2 separate regions of the Mus musculus genome follow, and region 1 is linked to region 2. Evidence: chromatin contacts called from public HiChIP or PLAC-seq data. All regions are on one chromosome and are shown on one strand. Each heading gives the region's core, a stretch centred on a gene start, on an enhancer-like site or on the middle of the called end of the contact. The rest is flanking DNA. Distances are from core to core; before and after follow the strand shown.

Region 1 (2,700 bases), core at 194-2,693, 430 kb after region 2:
AAAGGAGTTTGTTTTAGCTTTACAATTCCAAGGTAGAAATATCAAACAATCATATCACTGCCACAGTCAGGGGTAGAGAGAAATGAATTCCTGTTTGCTTGCTTGCTATGTAAACAGTTCAGTTTCTCCTTTAAAACACAGCAACAATAATAACAACAGACAAGGTCTCACTCTGCCATCATGCTGGCCTGGAACTTAGTATGGTAAGCCAGGCTGCCCTTGAATTCACAGAGATCCACCTGCCTGTCCGCAGGTACCAGGATTAAAAGTGTGCATCACCATGACTAGCAATTTCTCTATTCTTACACAGTTCAGCACCCCTTGCTTCCACAGTGGGCTGGGTCTTCCCACATCAATTAACTTAATTAAGGCAGTTTCTCACAGACTCTCCACAGATAAATCCAATGTAGACCATCTCTCTTTGAAACTTGGTGCCGAGAAGATTCTAGGCTGTGTCAACTTGACAGTTAAAAGTAACCATCGAGCTGCCAAAATCAAAACCTGTGATGTTTTCAAGTAGGAAGAACATTTGCTTCTATGTTGACCTTTTTCCCTGTGTTTGAACATGCTTGGGTGACATGGTTGAACAGAGGTGAAAGGGCCGTCATCCACACTGCCTGATGTGTGAGAGGAAGGTGGCGAACATGCAAAAGTCCTATTTATAGGTAAAGTGCTTTCTCTAAGCCAGTGCGTCTCAGCCTTCCTAAGTCAGTGACCTTTTAATACAGTTCCTCATGTTGTGGTAACCCCCAAACCATAAAATTATTTTCATTGTTACTTCGTAACTATACTTTTGCTACTGTAATGAATTGTAATGTAGATATTTTTATCTTCCTATAGTCCTAGGCCACCCTGTGGAAAGGTCATTTGACCCTCCAAGGGGTTGAGACCCACAGGTTGAGAATGACTGCTCTAAGCTAACTACTTAGGCAAAAGAGTGGGGTTTATTGCCTTTTAAAAAACCATCTTTGCTATATACTGCTTTATCCCCGCTGGGGAATGGGCTAGTCTGTCACCTGCCACCTTTATTCTCCCTCTATGAAAAAGGCAAAGCAAAAGCTGGTGGTGTAGGTTTCCAGAGAACTTGGGGTAGCAATGGTGGTAGAAGCCTCTGGAGTCAGGGAGTGAGGAGAGGCCTCCCCTGAGGGTCAAGTGCAGATGCAAGTGTGTGTTTCCTAGACGGGTCTAATCTGCAGACTGCATTCCCAGAGGAGTTTGCAGCCACCAACAGTCTCCAGATAAAGATGGAGTCCCGGAGGCTCTTTTGTCAGGGCTTCCCCTGCTTCATCCCCTTCAGCTTTAGAAACAGCTGAGTTTCTGTTTCTTTTAGTATTTTTCGTAATCTAAATTCCCCACCAGCCTTATCCTCACACACTCATCGCCTTATTTCTGGTGCAATCCAGTGGCAGGCTGGAGCAGTTAGGAACAAGAGCCAACCCCTCCTTAATCTTTGGCTGGGGCACACCTGAGAGTCATGTGCAAACACTGGACGCTCCTTGGCTGCCTGTCCTATCGAGAGTTCTGTTTACATTTGGGAAAAGCATGAGTCTTCTATTTGGTGAACAGGATATGTTTCTAGCTGGAACCGCACAAAGTCAGAGCTGGGCTTTTCTGTTCCCCTCCCCTCGCCCCACTCCACCCCACCTCCACTCCCTCTCCCTCTCCTGCTCTTTCTTCAGACTGGCTGTCAGTCTGTATTTTTCTTTCTTAATTTTTGTCACTCGCTCCAATTGAGGCAGAGATTCTCACCCCAGATGAGAGACTAAAGGTATTTGTGTGATTTTCTTTAATTGTCTTGAATTGTATAGGGCTGTGAACAAACACCCTGCTTAGGAATTCTCAATTTTGGGTACATTTGCTGGCTGGTTGAAAGATACTTTGGTGTTTCTGGCACAGGGAGCTTTGGGTGCATGGTGACTGCCTTTCTTCCCTATATTCCCTAGCAGGTCTCAGTACTCTGAAAGGAACTTCAGAGCAGTACCCTGCTTTGAGCTCCCCTGGTTGGCTCCCCACCAATGGAAAGGACACTCGCTAGTCCACCACACAGGTTCCTGGAGGTCATTGTGGCCCCCTGTGACCAGGCCCAGCCTTGTCCCTTCCTGCCTTTCCCTGAGCAGATAGCTCTCAGGGGTCTCTCTCCATTCCTGCTCCCAAATCCTCTGCATGTTTTTTCCCCATGGCCCCACCACCCATCTTAAGGGCCTGTAGTTTTCCTGTGCTAGTGGTTGCTGGAACCAATAATTTAGGGAACAGGAGGATTCTTAGTCCTTCCTTCCTAGAATCTCCCTCCTGCAGTTTCTGGACCAAGCGGCCTCCTGATGGTCAGTATTCTGTGAGCCTCTGGCACCGTAGCCTACAGAGGGTCCTTTCCTGCCTATCCCAGTATTCCAGTTTAAGTCCACTGTTTGGTAATGCCAACTTGTGTTTTTTGGTTAGGGTCATCTTGTTCCTTATGTCTCTGTTGTTCACACGTGACTCTCTGAAGAATTTGCCATCGTGTGTTCAGGCTTCTGTAGGAAAATACTGTAGGCTGTGTGGTTTATAAACTGATAAGATTTTCTCACGCTCTACAGACTGGGAAGTCCAAGATCAAGCAAGGCACTGGAAGATTTGGTGTCTGATGCGGGCCACTTCCTCACAGACAGAGTCTGTTAATTATAGCCACAGGTTGCAAAGGAGACATGGTATCTCTCTGGCGTG
Region 2 (2,864 bases), core at 207-2,706:
ATGAAAGGAGTAGTGTTATGACAGGAAAGTGGGGCTGGAGCCTAGACCAGAACACTAACATGTAAAAGGACCTAGCTGACAGGAAGACCCAAGCCCCTCCTCACCGGGGCTTCACGCAGCTAATAGAGTATGCACAATTCAAACACGACACACCACAACCTCAAGAGCAGGTGTGCTTATAAACACCCTATAAGAAGTTCACACAGTGTATGGCCCACTTCCTGAGCACGTGTTCTTCCGTTGGCTCACTAGCCTACTTCTGTCTCCGAAGGCTTGTCCTTTTCTTAATAAACCATCTCTATGTGGCTATGATGTGTCTCTAGTCCAGTTCTTTATTGCAGCACACACAAATCCAAATATTTCAGCAAATTCATTTTGCCTGTTGCCTAGGGACTCAGATCCCCATCTACCCATGGCCACTGAGATAGAAGCCTGGATGTGTCAGTCAAACCATGAGTAGTAGATACCCTGAAAGGCTCTTTACTATTAAATTTATCCAAGCTAATCCATTTCAAAATAAGACATTGAACAATGCTAGTGAGTGAGTTCTTCAGAGAAAGCATGAGAAAAGAAAACAGTAATAGACCATGGTAGCAGTGGGTGTTAAACTCATGAAGAAAAAGAGACAGAACGTGAGCTTGAGCCTGGTTGGGGTATAGCTTGGTAGTAGAGCACTTGCCTACCATGGGTTTCAATCCCCAGAAAAGATGAGCTTACAGAGGATTCTGAAATTTAGGCAGAGATATGCGTGAGGAACAGAGAGAACTCTCTAAACCTACATAATCCCCTGAAGTCACTCAATTAAAAACCAAGTTATTATATTGGATTATCTAAAAGTAAAAATCCACTTACATTTAATCTTCAGAAATAACTCACTCATTATGCATTCAAGTCTCCACAGAGGGATTTGCAAGCCAAGGACAGTGGCCCAGAAAAGCAAAACCTACCTCTTTCCTATTACAAGTGCACACTCACAAATCTGCAAGAGTTTGCAAAGGCAGCTTTGAACACCTCTTTCAACACCCAGCTTAAAAGTATTCTGTAATATGGTCAATTAAAAGCTGCTTCTCTCTGAAGAATGGCAGGACTCCCAGCTCTGTGTGTGGAAACCCCGGCTCTGTGCTACAGTTGTTGTTGTTGTTGTTGATGTTGTTGTTGTTGTTGTTGTTGTAAACTACATAAGGCATGATTGCCCCGCCACCACACACTTAGGTTATCAAAGCTTGTCATGGTACCTGTTACAAAGCATGAGTGGGTGCTTAACTTTTTTCAGCCTAATTTGTTAACTCATCACTCAATAAATAGCTGATAGATGATGAAACACCTCTAGAGTATGTGACACACTAAGATAAATTCAACAGGAACAGATATGCATGAGCCCCACCCTCAAGGAATTCCCAGGCTATTAGCAAGGGCTGCAATCAGAACACAGTTAGAGCAAATATTCGTGTACTTGCAATTCACAGTTCAAAGGTCAGGTGCTGTGTTCTATTTACCTAATAAGGCATTTGCCCAGCCTTGGAGGCTCAGGAAGCTTGAGGAAGTGATGTTTTGGACTTTGATCTGAAGAAAGAATGGCAGTTAAATAAGTAAGGAGGGTAGAGACTCATTCCTGGTAGGCAGTCCCACACCTGCAGTACTCTTAGGGTAGGCCAGGAGTGAGAAGGCCTGGTTCCTTTCCTACAGCTGGTGGGCCTCCAAGGAAGAACACCAAGGTCATTACTTCCCCACTCTTTTACGAGAGTATTATCACTATTAGTTGGCGCATGCCACTGCAGTAAAACTGTCTAAAGTGGGATTTTTTTTTTAATTAAATCATTTCTACTTGAAGCTAATACTAACTAAGTCTCTTAGTGATGGAAGAGACAGAGTCCAAACTGGCCATCTCTTGTCACCAACTGAAGCTTCTAATACCAGGACTGGGTTGCTTTCAATTGAGTTGTTGGCCAAGAGGTCCCATGGAGATCCCTAAACAACCCAGGCTGTTGCTAAGACAAACTCTCCTCAAACATCCAGGCCCCATTGCTGAGAACCACACCCATACAACTCATTAAACATGGAGAAGTTGAGCTGGGCTCTACATGGATTCACATCTACTCCCTTTGGTGAGAAGAATCTTTGGTGTGGGAAGATACTCTGCAGGTCATCAAAAGAGAAACTTAAATACCAACCTGTCCATAAAACTTTTGATCTCCAGTCTATCCTATCTGAAAAACATTCTGGGACAATGGTGACATAGAACGTGTGGAAGTAGCCAAACAATGTCTGATTGACTTAAGGCTTGATCCCTGAGACAGAACCCATACCCAAACACTACTGGTCTTTAAAAAAAGAAGAAAAAACTATCATTAAAATTACTCCTTATGATATTGTGCTAAACTCATAAATCAGAGTCTTATCCAGTCAGCATCAGAGAGGCTTCCTCTGAGGGCAGATAGGAACAGATGCAGAGACCCACAGCCAGACATTGGGCAGAGAGAGACCTTGAACATCCAGCTCTCAATGGGAAGTTTTAGTCAAATCCCTTCCCTCACAGCTCAGAGAACCCCACAGAAGGGGAGGTGGAGAGTGTAAGAAACTGAGGGTACCGAGGTCCTGCCTGAGTGTGAGGGTCCTGAGGAAGGAAAGAATGGGAACAGAGCTGATGCAGTAATGACTCAGAGTCAGTAATAGACACACACTGCTAGTTCAGGTCCTCTCCTGTCCCTGATGATTCTCAGTATTCGTTATTTAATTTCAGTTTAAGCTTAAGGGTAAATAAACATAGAAAGTCTGAACCCAGTCTTGTGTTTACTAAAGCTACATCATCAAGGCTTTGATCACTGTTAATAATTATCGAGAACTCATAGATTTACATAAGCTCT

What was found. HiChIP or PLAC-seq counts read pairs in DNA pulled down with a chosen protein or histone mark.
Region 1: an HNF4G HiChIP or PLAC-seq map of pancreatic cancer cells shows a contact between it and region 2. The contact joins two enhancer-like sites. A contact is called at or near these places in 1 of 484 Hi-C or Micro-C datasets (CD4 T cells) and 1 of 115 datasets of contacts at active chromatin or transcription factors (pancreatic cancer cells).

What each region holds. Positions count from the first base shown.
Region 1 is chr10:19,955,433-19,958,132 of GRCm38.p6, forward strand. The region is part of intron 1 of Map3k5 (mitogen-activated protein kinase kinase kinase 5); the gene reads left to right. Among named protein-coding and RNA genes, the nearest start is that of Map3k5, 22 kb to the left of the region's middle. Within about 2 kb of position 1,444, at least 53 of the 459 cell types and tissues checked have an H3K27ac peak or open chromatin away from gene starts, as enhancers often do. A contact at or near this core is called in pancreatic cancer cells, where this site is marked.
Region 2 is chr10:19,530,160-19,533,023 of GRCm38.p6, forward strand. No RefSeq gene overlaps it. Among named protein-coding and RNA genes, the nearest start is that of Gm33104, 45 kb to the left of the region's middle. Within about 2 kb of position 1,457, at least 58 of the 459 cell types and tissues checked have an H3K27ac peak or open chromatin away from gene starts, as enhancers often do. A contact at or near this core is called in pancreatic cancer cells, where this site is marked.